2 separate regions of the Nothobranchius furzeri genome follow, and region 2 is linked to region 1. Evidence: chromatin contacts called from public Micro-C data. All regions are on one chromosome and are shown on one strand. Each heading gives the region's core, a stretch centred on a gene start, on an enhancer-like site or on the middle of the called end of the contact. The rest is flanking DNA. Distances are from core to core; before and after follow the strand shown. Region 1 overlaps utrn (utrophin). Region 2 holds the start of utrn (utrophin).

Region 1 (6,863 bases), core at 2,739-5,238:
GTCACCCCCCCCACACACACACACACACACACACTGAAAGGGAGAGTCTAATGAGAAATTGGGAAGATGAAGAGTTTATATAATTTGGGAGGCAGTGACAAAGCAGGGGACTTACTAAAGAAGGAAAAAAGATCTAAAACACTTGATGAGAAGGACACGGACAAGAGAGAGAAGCGCCGTCTTCCAGAGTCTTCATCATCAAGTGATGAAGCAGAAGCAGCAAAGTGATTAAAGTGAGTTTGACAGACGCACTTCAGGCGGTCAACAGATATAGCAGCAGGAACGCGGGAGAAATTTGGAAGACGAATCAAAGACAAATGACGTTATTAGCCTTTAATTTCACATGGAATAAAACTGGATTGAGGAATCAAAGATAATCCAGTTTATAGTTTATGGATGCAGTCGCTGGGCTTTGGATTATTTATTCAAATTGTTCTTTAACTAAAGCAAGAAGATTTGCAGTATTAACCTGTTTCCTTTCATTATGTATGTGCTATTTAAGAATCTAGAATTAATATTTTAAATGTTGGTCTTGTTATCAGGATGCATGTGTGTGCATGTGTGTGCATGTGTGTGTGTGTGTGTGTGTGTGCGTGTGCGTGTGTGTGTGCGTGTGTGTGTGCACCTCCAGAGCCTCATTAACAGCCTCAGGGCTCTCAGGCAGGTTTTCAGTAACTTGTAGTTTCTCCTCCACCGTTCTGAGCCAGCTCTGCTCCAGATCCAGGTACTGAAGCAGCTCCATCCAACAGGACCAGACCTCCTAAACACAACACAAAGGAAATCTTGCTCACTGCATTATTTAAACAACAACTAGCAGACTTTTGAGCTTGTGCACAGCAAAATCCGACCTTTGCACTGCTCATTCAAAAGGAAAACTAAAAGCAGAGCCTTAGACTCACAGACTAGCTCTGAAACCAGCTGCAACGGCATTAGTTTTAAAACTTTTATTCCTTGTAAGGGAACTAGTGAAAGTAAGTTAAAGACACAACGTTTCATTTCAAACAGCTCATCCCTCCAACTGAACCACGTCAGCTAGCTAAAGCTAAACAGGGTCCCTGCAGCATGAATGAATGAATAAGTTACGTTTTTCATTTTACGTTTACGTGCATTTATTGGGCTATTTTGGGGTACGTTATATTTTATTTGTTATATTTGACACAGAGAGATGAAGTTCACATTTAAACAAACCTTACCTCCAGAGTGTGGCATTTGCTCTTGAGTCGGTCACAAAGCTTGTGATAGCTGGCTAGGACACAGTTGAGCTCCGAGGTCAGCTCCTGTCCAAAGCGTCCACCAGGGGGCGACGTCTGAGACACCATCAGGTTGATGCTGTCCTTCAGGATCTTCACTTTCACCTCTTTCTGAAGCACATCCTCTCTCGCTCGCTAGAAAACAACAAAACCGAAGCGTAACAAGCTGCAACACATTTATCAAACAAGCTTGTTCATTTTCTCTACCTTCATCTCGTCCAGCGAAGCTTCCAGTTCCTCAGGACTTTTGTACTCAAAGTCTCGCATGAGGAACTCTTCGTCAACTTGAGCAATCCACTCCTGCATCTCTGCCAAGTCTTTCTTCAGATTCACCTGCTTCTCGTGAGTCTCTGCCAAACACTCCTGATGCCTCAGGATCTGCAGCAAAACAAATCAAAATGGAGTAAATTATGAAAATATTACAATTTAGGTTAACAACAAAAATTGTAGTGCATTTATTGAAACAGACACTAAACATAACAAAAACTGATGCACCAAGATTTTTGTCACCTGTTTGCTGAGTTGTGCCCATCTTCCTTCGAGCTCATTCAGATTATCCTGCCCCCACCTGGTCAGTCCTGGTACTGCAGTCGCCTGCACCGCTTTCACGTTTTCTTCTATCTGCTTGAGCGAACGTTCCACCAGCTCCATCTTATCTACATACTCCTATGTGCAGAAATACACAAGGATTTCAGATGTAGTCAAAAACTACAAATGCAATTAGAAGTAGGTCAGAACAGGAAAAATAACTGAGTAAAACTATTTCACAAAGTCAAATGCTTTGCATTTGGTGCCATCTAGCTGTGAAGTTGCATAATGCAAACAACTGACACTATTTTAACTATAGGGGCTACACATGAGGACTACTTTATAGTACTTTATAGCAACATGTTTAGGTCGTTTTGTGTTTATTGGTGTAAAATCTAATTTATGCTACAATCCAACATGAAAAGTTTCAACTGAATATAATTACATATTTATAAGTAGATCATATTATGTTTTGCACTTATCAAAATACACTTTTATTGATTTAAAATAGCCATTTTGATAATACAGTGTCATATGTTTGAGTTGCTGCTCATACTTTGCACTGATTTATCTCTTCCTGTAGGTTCTCTCGGCCTTCTAGGCCCGTGGCATCCCGGGACAACAGCTCCTGAACGCCATCCAACCACGACTCTGTCTTTTCCGAACACACCTGAACCCAACACATGAACCAACCGCTGCATCAAAGACACTAAACTTCATTTTAAGTTCCTATTACAGCTGATCTACCTGATTGTCCTTCATGCTACCCAGAATGCACTGCAGAGTGCTGTGATCCTCACGGACCCTGGATGAGAGCTGACTCCACTTCTGTAGTTCGGCCGGGTCAGAGGCGTGTTGCGTTTGCTCGATCTCCAGACACAGACCCTGAGATCAACAGGTGTTTAAAATGACACTTAAAAGCTGTTTTAACCACTGACTTGTTTCTTTTTTACCACCTTTAACCTTGTAGCAAATCTGAATGGAAACATCATGAAAAAGCAGTATCTTAATGTTTGTGCAGCTCTTTGAAAAACCTCATTTTGGAGAAACAGATTAGTTCTGACCAGATTAACCAGTCCACTGCTAATCCCAGCAGGTCCACGTCCAGAATGGATTGCCGTCTGCTGTAGCTATGGTTACCTCTGATGGAAATATGAGAGTTTTTCTGTATTAATGTCCAAGTAACATAAAACTGATGGCAGGGAAAATTAGGGATGAGCTGTATGTTGGCACCAACATTGGTCAACGTTAGTCATTTTTTGACATATTGGTAAAACTGGGCCAAAATTCACTGTTGTTTATTCCATCTTGTTACCATTTATGTGTGTGTGTGTGTTTCAGGAGAGGGAAGGAGCAGGGTTGGCCATGTGGTATCAGTTTGAGCATGTGGGATTGTGGGGTTTCTAACAGAAGAAGAGAACCTTTCTGATGATGTAGGGAAATGGATATATTATTGATTAATATTGTTTATCGGCCATAGCAGCAGTATAAAATCAGATATCGAAATGTGTGTGTGTGTGTGCATCCCAAATCTTTAAAAAACAGCATTTGCATAAACCGCTTTGAAGTGTTCGTTTTTACGGCTGTTTTAGTCAGAATGAAACTTTCTTTAAAGTGACGTTGTTAAAACAGAAACAGATAAAATATTAATGACATCACTTAAAACCAATCTAAACGATTAAACTTTTAAGTTCTATTTTTCTCCTTCTGTGGTTTTATTTAGTTGTTTTTTGGCAGCTTTTGACGGCTGAAGGAGGACGGGAGCAACAAGAGCCAACATGACTGCAGGAGAAATTCCACCAGCTCAAAGCTGGAAGCGCTTCAACACTTGGGTTAATTACATGTTCACATGACATGAATTGTGTTTAAATGATTGCAAATGCATCTACTGAGCGAGTCTGAAATGTGTGGAAGGAAACATGAACCCATAACAAAGTTGAGTCAAGAATATCCGTGTCATCTCTTCTCATTAGGCTAATAACTATATGATTTCCCAAACGTTGTCATGGCTTTGTATGTTGTGGCTGCTAGGCTGATGGACCAGCTCATTGGCTCCACACGAAGCTTTGTGCTTCATGCACGGGCACGCTGCCCAGAATGTGCCACGACCCACCACGAACCCCCCCCCCCCCCCCCCCCGCACCGATAACAAGCGAACAGACTGAGCCACATTCCACTGCAGCACGGAGAGTAAAAACACAAGGAATGCAACAACACACATCCATCTGTGCAGAAACAGAAAAGGCATGTCCACACACACACCTTCTCCCACTCACAAACATTTCATTCAGCGCTACGGAAAGCCACTGATAAAGAGCTCTATTGTGTTTGAGGTGAGCTGACACTAAACTGATTTGCATCAGATGTGTCATCATCTGCAGAAATATAAACAAACAGCTTTACCAGATCTCTCAGGGAAACGTCTCGGTGTTCTTTAACCATCACAAGGTGCTCACCTGTGCTCGCTCCACCGCGGCCTCTGCAGTGTGTACGTCCACTACACTTTCCTTCAGAGTAGCCAGCCTGCTCTCCAGACCCTCCAACCCCTTCTGAGCCGCCTGGGAGGCTTTGAGACTCGATAAGGCTGGGGAAAAACAAAAGGGAAAGGTTAAGTGTGTAGAGTACAGAAGGGGAAAACATGCTAAAGGAAATCATGTTACAATCAAAGCATTAAAGCCCTCATTCACTTGTTAGCTCTGCTGTGGTCTCTATAATGAATGTGAATCGTCCTCAGCGAGATAAAAAGCCCTAGTGCTCCTGTTTCAGGAAGTAGAAGTTAGCTGGAGGAGTGGGGGCCAGAAAGCGGCAGGATTTGGACTTTTCATCATTACAGTTTTTTCTATCGCTAACAAGCTCTCACCCACACATCAGATACTTGTTCTAAACTCTAAACACAGATTCACTCCTACAAAACACGATTGGCTAAATGGAACATTTTCCTCTCAAAAACACATTTTGATAAACATAAACTAACTCTTCATTTCAAAATAGAGACCTTTACCCAAACACTGGATATCTGACTCAAAGTGAAATTGTTCTGTCAAAAAGTAGAATTTGTTTTCACTTCACAAGATACATTCAGTCAATCAAAGCACACCAGGTTTCAAAATACTGGCGATTGTTGACATTACAAAAACCGCATAGTTTTACGTTTCAGTTTTAGAGGTAAAACATGCAATCCACCGTTTTTACACGACATTTCTCTGGTGTGAACTGTATGTCCACATATGATGTGCACATTTCAAAGCATTCCAGTAAAAAGCTAATCCTGTTTTTCCTTTCCTGTTTATTTCAGGAGGTACAGCAGAAATGTTTACAGTATGACAGAACAGAAAAAGGTCTACAGTGTTGCTTGTAGTGAACAAAAGATCAATGAAACAAACAAAAGCATTCTGAACCAAAAAACAGCACAAAGCCCAGATAAAAGGAGGCAACTACAAAACGCACTCAATGACTGTGGCTAATCTCCGCGATCTTCAGGGTTAGGCCACATGTTTTCATCAACATCGTGTCTCATATCATCCAAAGCGATGCACCTGGGATAAAACCGCTTGCTATGTCGGATCCACCCTTGGCCATCATCAACCGTGATGTGCCTGCAGCCAGCATCCATAGCTTCCAGAAGGGACATGTGGTCATGTGGCTGATGGTCATGTGGTCATGTGGCTGATGGTCATAAACCTTCCACCTCCACGCAGAAAATAACTCCTCTATGGGGTTGACAAAAGGATTTACACTATATCTGGACATAGAGTCGTCGTAGCTCCATGACTCTGTCACTGTTCCTCTCAAATGGAACAGAGTAGAGCTGCTTCATCCGCACTCTGTGTTTGGACAATGTCCGTGTAATTGGTTGTGAAGCTGATGCCATCATTATTCTCATGGTCCTCCACTATTCTAGTCTGAATTTCATGCAGTTTTATTGCATTATTTGCAATAACCGTTTCCACAATGGCAAGCTCTTGACCATTATTACCATTATTGAGGAGCTTTCCTCTTCCCTCAGAGGGTGGAAGATGTTGCATTCTTTAGAGAGAAAAATGCATTACTGTATGGTCTTACGTAATTATACTTCAATTGACTCATACTCTTCCTCATCCAGACATCACAGTGCTTGTTTTTTCTGTTGCTGTTTCCATACTTGACACCTCAAAGCCCTCCTTTTATTTTAGTTTCAATGTAACAGAAACATAACACCTTCCACTGAGTCTAAGCCTGAATGTAATCAGCTGTGGTCGGCCCAATTTACCTAACATACATCAGCTGTGTGTAAATTATTCCGTTGTTTGTTTATTATCAACTGAGATATATTGTTCTTGAACTCATCATCGCAGAAGCAGAGGTTTTTATACTGCATCTAAGGTTAGGACTATTGTTTTTGCTATTGCGGGATGTTGTGTGTTAACATTTGCAAATACTACTAAAACAATCCATAGTTTTGTTGGGAGGAATAGCTTCTCTGTTGAGACAATGTAAACATTATGGAAATCCGTTGACTGACTGCATATTGTGTGAAAACGACATGAAATGTGTGAATTATATGGCCACAAAACAAACGCTTGTTAGCGACTGAAAAAAAACTGTAATATTCATGAAATTCAAACCGCTCGCCTCTGATTGGCTAACAGCAACACAACTCTACCACTGACTCCGTTTGTTTTGCAAAGTTGATGTTTTATCTCCACAAATGACACAAGCTTGAAGGAGTTCTGCCATGTCGTGGAGTCGCTAAAAGCCAGAAGGTGCTCTGCTCTCTCCTGGATGTGGAAAATCAACACAATCTTCCCCGGCAACAAGCCAAGGTGGGTGAGTCCAAACCGTATATATATGTTGATGGTCCAAGCACATTTATTTTCAAGGTTAAGTAGATCTGTGTGGCTTTTCTGACCTCCTTGTTATGTTCTGTGTTTCTGTTCTTGTCTAACGCACACAAGTTTTATCTGATTTTACTAACAGTTTCAGCTACTTTCGGTCATCAGAGCTTTGCCGTTTATTTGCAGGTCCAGGGTTCATATCTCCTTATCTTGATCGGCTTTTTTATCCATCTTCTGTACTTCTGTTGTTATGATCCGTGTGTTGTCCCAG
Region 2 (6,489 bases), core at 1,382-3,881, 49 kb after region 1:
CGCTCACTGAAGCGTTAAAACATCTTATTGTAAGAGTTTTTCTCAGAATTCAAATCCAGCAGCAAAATAAAGTTATCAGATCTGGCAGGAAAGGAAGTTAAAACACTGATTAATGGTTGAGGCAAATTTAAACAAACTGGTTCATTTTCAAGTTTCCAATCTGAGTGTTAATATACATTTTAAAGGATTAAAGTGACAGTGTGTGTTTTTCCTGGGCATATGGCCCCATTGCAAGCAAACAGTATTTTTGTGTTCAAATAAGACCTTTAGGAATGGATGGCCATTAGGGTCAAAAATCCCTGGAAGCGCAGTTTTCGAACAAGTATTTCATCAGATAGTGCTACCTCCAGCTAAATAACAAGCACATCCAGGGTTTCCCCCAAAAGATGGGTTAAGCCTGGCGGCTTTGGCCGTCGGGGGGGGCACTTCGTCCCACAGTGTTCCTCCGTGAGAGTGGGGGTGGGGGTGGGTTGGTTGCACACGTTCTGCTGCTGTTTCTCACCAGTATCAGCTGATGGAGGGCTGTAGTTTTGCTGTACCGTTCGTGTCAGCGGACACGGTAGGGTCGGGGAGGGGGGCGGGGCATGACGCTTATCCTGGCAGGTGGCGCTGGGGGAAACCCTGGCATCAGACTCCCTTTTATCACTGGCAACGAGCGAAGAGGTAAATGTGTAAACAACGTTTACAAATGCCAAATCGGTAAACGAGTTTTGTCCTCATGGGCTCACGTTGAAGGGAACATGACATCTAACATGCCAAGAGATTTAGACCAGCTCCCATGTATTTTACACCTGATTTTTATGGTTATATCTGTCATGAAGCTGCCAACTGGGCATCATTTAAATAATTTTCAACAAAATTTTGATGGATATTTCCAGAGATTAATGATACAAACTACATATTATTACTTTAATGCAGCTGATAATATGGCTAACCATCAACGTATAGACTGAACGTATAACTGAGTCATTTATTTGTAAAAACAACAGCTACTTTTTGATTTTAATTTTTGCTCAGTGTTTCTTCAAATGATTCTCTCTCAACTCAGAGTTAGCAAAGAACAAATAAAATAGTTTACAGATTACGTTTTTCTACAAATATTTAACAAAGCAACTTTTTTTGCTGACAGACATTAATGCAAACTAAACAAAACACACCCACGCCATGAAAGAGTCTCACTGAAGAATAAACACCATCATAAGGGCATAGGGGCATATCTGCTGGTGTAACAACACTGTTGTGCTCTCAATCACATTGTAATTGGATAAGTATGCTCGTGAATAGATGATTACTTAAAGAGCAAGTAACCCCTTCCCGAGTCTTACTCCACTCCTACTTCCTGTTGGAAAAATGCAACATATGCTGTTGCCTGGCAGACCGAGAGGGCGGACCCACTAATAAATACACACGAGCTCACAACAGCATTGTGACGTTGTATGGTACCAGCTGACATCACAAGGCACCTGTTAGCAAATAGCAATGGCAGATTTCAATTCAGACGCCGTGCAAAATTTTTAATTGAAGATGGCACAACACTGACAGTTTCAGGCAGAAAATTTTAAATATAACTAAGATGGACTGAAGTACCAAATTATTGACTGCATGTGTCTACAGCATGATTAGACACTCATTTATATAGTTTATCAGCAAAAAAAAGTTGATTTGGGGGTGACTTGCTCTTTAAAAACTTGTAATAATCAGCCTCATGTATCACCTGATGGAACAACCAGTCACCATGAACTAAATGTACTAACATGATTACAAAAACAACATGTAAAGACTTTTTTCTTTCAGTTAGGTGCTAATACTGGAACTATTGAAACTTTTAGCTGGATTTCTGCTTTTGTTTCATCCAGCATTGACTGTTATGGCAACAATCTTCCATCTTCAGTCCCAAGGCATGTTGACTTGCAGCTCTTAAAGGATGATGTAAGACCCAAATATAACAACTGTAAAGTCAAGGAACGAGCAACGACTATCTGGCAAATGTTTTGTAGAAAATTTCGGTTCCTCTCTCTATAAGAGGAGTAGTTGTGGCGGCCAAAGCAAAACAACGGAAGAGATCTAGTTTAATTTAAACTCTGAAACAGTAAGTTGGGTTTTTCTAGTTATAATTTGACTAATCATGAGTTTACTTGAGCCTTTCCTTGATTAATGTGCAGCTACAAAACACAAAGTGGCGTTTAAACAATGCAACAACAGTGGCTTTGCCGTAGTTAATGTTTTATCACGTTTAAGTATGACTGCCATCCTCAGCCAATTCATATTCAGCTTGCAGAGCTCACACCTACGTGCATAATCTTAGGTTCGGTAACACTGATTGTCTGAAAGCTTGCTTTAGTGCCTTAACTGGAAGTCACAAAAACACAACATATGAAACAGGATGTTTTCAGTTGGAACAAGGATTAAGTTGACAGGTTCGAGTAGTTGTATCACTCACTCACCTCAGCTGCTGTCACCAGGGTCAGGAGGAGACGTGTTCCCTCAAAACAAGCTCAAAATGTGTGAACTATGTCCACAACTAAGCCTCAATATATCAAAAGTTGCCTTTTAAACTAATTTAAGGCATGTTTCATAAAGTGTGGAACACACTTCTATTAGCTAACTAACGTTAAAACGACTATCGTCCTCGAGCGCATCCAGTTGTGACCACAATGTGCCCCCCCCCCCCCCCCTTAAAAAGGCTTTAGCATACGCCTTTTTGCTAGGCAATGAAAAGCAAAACTCATTTACTGCTGTCTTAACAGCATACAAATGAATGTTCCTCAAAAACGGGAAAATGGTAATAACATTTGACGGTTGAGAACAGCGGTGCAGATCCTACAACTTTTTTCCTGTTGCTTTCTTGACTCACTCCACTCCTTGTTGCCTACACCGATGTAAGCTAGCAATAATTAGCGGAAACGCTTGTAGACGTCCTTTCAGAATAAAAAAAAGTTACAGATACTGCAACAAGCTACTTAAAATACAACATGTATTTTGTTTCATCCGCCTATGAGGTAAGGACATCTAACATTGGCATACATTTTTATCAGTAATACCTCATTTAATGACTAGAATATATTTTTGCTTCATTTATTTTGAAGATGCAAACCGGAATTACTTAATCTGATTTGTGTGACTGACTGTTGGCGTGAGCTCTTCCTTTTTTTTTTTTTTTTTTTGCCTGTAAAAGTTTTCCTGACGTAGACATGGAAACATGGCGCGGCGGCAGTGAACGTCACGTGACGAAACACAAATGAAACCATGCGACTCTTTCTAGAAAATAAACTACCTTCATTACAAAAGGGGATGATCTTTAACAATAAAGTTAACTAGTTACATTTAGCCTCAACATATTTGGAAAAACAGTAATACTGTAAACTTATTAAAATATCAATTAATTTGTATTATTGTTGCATAAATATGTATTTATAAATCAAAAACTAGCCATTTCAACTGTTAAGATAGTTAAATACATGGACAAATTAACTGCTGATTCAACTAAATGACTTGTAAGAACCGCCTGATCTAAAATTAAAAAAAAAGCTAAAACTAGCAAAAGCTGTAAAGAAAAAGGGAAAGTACTTCAAAGTGTAAGACTTGTTAGAGCAGGGGTGTCAAACTCATTTTAGCTCAGGGGCCACATTGAGGGAAATCTAGTCCCAAGTGGGCCGGACCGGTAAATAAAAAAAAAAACTTCTGATTGTTTTCTTTGTTTTAATACAATCAATATAAAACAAGGCTGGAGCCTGAGGACAGTGTAGTACAAGTACAACACCTGAAGTGTACTTGAAATTTTGAAAAAAAAAATCAACAAATAAAAAAAAACATTCCTTAGTGATTCAAAGAGCTCACAGATCACATGGCAAGATCAGTTTCATGCAGCACTTAAAGTATATTTGACTCATTTTACTTTATATCTTTTACCTTTCACCAGCACATCAATATCAGAAGTCAGATCCTGAGTGGCGGCCAACTTCAGGATGTGATTCAAGTTCTTTTGTGAGCCTTGAGTGCAGCTTTGTTTTATTTATACTCATTACAGAGGAAACTTGCTCACAATGATAAGTTTATTTTCACTCTACATTGTAAAGTATGAAAATAAAGTTTACACAACCATCTCGCGGGCCGGATCCGGCCCGCAAGTGGGTTAAATCCTGCCCGCGGGCCGCATGTTTGACACCCCTGTTTAGAGCCTCCAGGGCACAAGAAGTTGTTGAAATAAATGGATAATTGCTAGACATCTTGTCTAGGTCTGTGAATATATGTTTATGTTTTATTTTATCTGCATTTGTTGAAATTTTCATCATGTTTATTGTTTAAAATAAACTTTATTAATTATCAATAATGGTATATAAATAAAGTGTAATATAAAACAAGAGAAGGCACAACTAACACTTAAAAATACATACCCTGTTGGAACAGATAGCTAAGATATAAACACACATTATAAGCAGACATTTGCATTACACCCTTTCACTGTCTCTTGTGTCAAGTTTCACATTATAATCAGCGAGGTTGGCCTGAAAAGCAGCAGCTTTTTTGGAACACTCACAGACTGGATAATAGATTGGGGCCCAATAATAAGCATTTCTGAAGCATTAGTTGTTCAGAGATGTGGATCTCCTTGTAAACACTTATCCTTCTGCTTCTCAGTTGTCACAGACCTTTTCTGGATGCTTCCTTGCACAGATCAAAGAAGTTCAAATTCTCAAATTAGCACTGTCTTGAACCTCCAACACCTATCAAGTGACAGTTTATTTGTTCTGTGGAGTAGTGAGACCAGAGGACAAGTGCAAAAGCTGGCTGATAAGCTCTGACACATTTTCAAAGATTAAAGATGAATATTTGAGCTATTCAAGGCTTCTTCATCTCATTAACAGATTAAAAATGTTCAGTAAATGTACATTCATTACTGTGATATAAACAAAAACTAGTTAAGATAGTCCCATGAAATTCCTCTGCATACACACTATTAGGAATTAACCATACACTGCAACATTGCAGTAAATTTTGTGAATTGTAGCATCTAGTCGAGATGAAACCATAACAATGGCCAAGAGCGCCCTCTTCTGTACTGATGTTGCAACTACCCCTAAACATGAATTTCCTTTGCAAAGACTCGGCCGTCGTTTATTGTCATTCATTCGTTTATTTTTATGTACATTTAGTAATTTTAAACATGTTAAAACATCCTGGTTAACGGTGCATGCAATTAGTAGTTAGGAAAGATCATATAATGAAGATTTGTTGTGAAATTCTTGAGATAAATTCAGGCACACATCATTACGATTAGTCTTTACCCATTTCAGTATAAAGAAATGCTAACGTGGACTAATGATGTATGTTCGGAAGTGAAAATAGAACGGTTCATGAAGTTGATAAAGAATAATTTTACGAACAAAGCTCTAACAAAACGACTAACTACCAGGAGTGGGGTTCGAACCCACGCGGACATATGTCCATTGGATCTTAAGTCCAACGCCTTAACCACTCGGCCATCCTGGTACATACAGTTTCTCCCGCCACAATACGCCATTAAACCCATCCACTAAAGTTACTGTTGGTTACTGTTCCACTTTTTGCACTGAAATATCCGATCGTTCATGACGCAACGTATCAAATGAGGCAGAAATCATTAGTTTTTATGCTGATAGCATTAGCAGCTAACTAGTCTGAGTTTCGCGTCGGATAAAGGATCGCTCGGCAACAACTTCTTCCTACCGATGATATTACACAGACTGAAAACTAAACTGTATTCAAACAAACCCGTTCAAATATACGCGTTATCGATCGCTTTCACACTACTTTACAGGCGCTATCTATTTATTGACGTTAGCATATTCTAAAGGTAGCAGAAACTTCCCGCAGGCGCTGCGCTGGTAAACTCGTACTTCCACCGCTTCATAACCATTCGACCTCGTTTGTAAATACAAAGTGATTGGCCTCACTCGTATTTGCATTACTACGAGCATATGTTGACAAAAACAACGCACTACAAACGTAAAGATTACAAAAATACTAAAATTGTAATAGTTCATCTAAGTGAAAGAGAAAAAGTCTAATCAAGCTCGCTGATGTTTAGAACCCAGACGCACTGACAACAGGAACTGGACAGACACAACTAAACGATAACAGATGTCCCAAAAACAAACGGAGAGCTCCCTTTTAACGTGATACCAAGATGCCATTACCCTTTAAAGAGAGGCCATACAGGGCCGGATTATAATATGGGCAAACTGGGCACAGGCCCAGGGGCCCACAGCCACAAGGGGGCCCACGCAAGCAGCAGTCTTTTTTTGTGCAGCAGTCTTAATGTCGGAGAAAAATGTTGAGAAATAATTAAAATTGCGCCCACATTTTCTAAGTTAACACACATTTCTTTAAAACAACGGTAGTTTTTGCATCTTTACTGTTCCTGCTTCAGCCCCCCCCCCCTCCCCCTGCGCAGCGGCTGCAATCTCACTGCTGCACCTGCAGCCTCCCAGAGTCCCTGCTGCTCTAAAC

Evidence for each region. Hi-C and Micro-C count contacts between places; a contact is called where the count stands out from the background.
Region 2: a Micro-C map of tail fin shows a contact between it and region 1, with 12 times the contacts expected there. The contact joins the promoter of utrn here to the enhancer-like site in region 1. A contact is called at or near these places in 2 of 2 Hi-C or Micro-C datasets (skeletal muscle and tail fin).

What each region holds. Positions count from the first base shown.
Region 1 is chr2:4,164,958-4,171,820 of NfurGRZ-RIMD1, forward strand. It overlaps utrn (utrophin), which reads right to left. Exons shown (of 79, transcript XM_015947254.3): 22 at 4,235-4,362; 23 at 2,526-2,663; 24 at 2,335-2,448; 25 at 1,761-1,916; 26 at 1,458-1,628; 27 at 1,194-1,385; 28 at 626-760. Among protein-coding and RNA genes, the nearest start is that of utrn, 50 kb to the right of the region's middle. Within about 2 kb of position 3,989, at least 1 of the 3 cell types and tissues checked has an H3K27ac peak or open chromatin away from gene starts, as enhancers often do. A contact at or near this core is called in tail fin, where this site is marked.
Region 2 is chr2:4,215,681-4,222,169 of NfurGRZ-RIMD1, forward strand. utrn (utrophin) reads right to left here and starts at 2,632. Exons shown (of 79, transcript XM_015947254.3): 1 at 2,445-2,632. trnal-uaa (transfer RNA leucine (anticodon UAA)) reads right to left here and starts at 5,490; the gene lies at 5,408-5,490.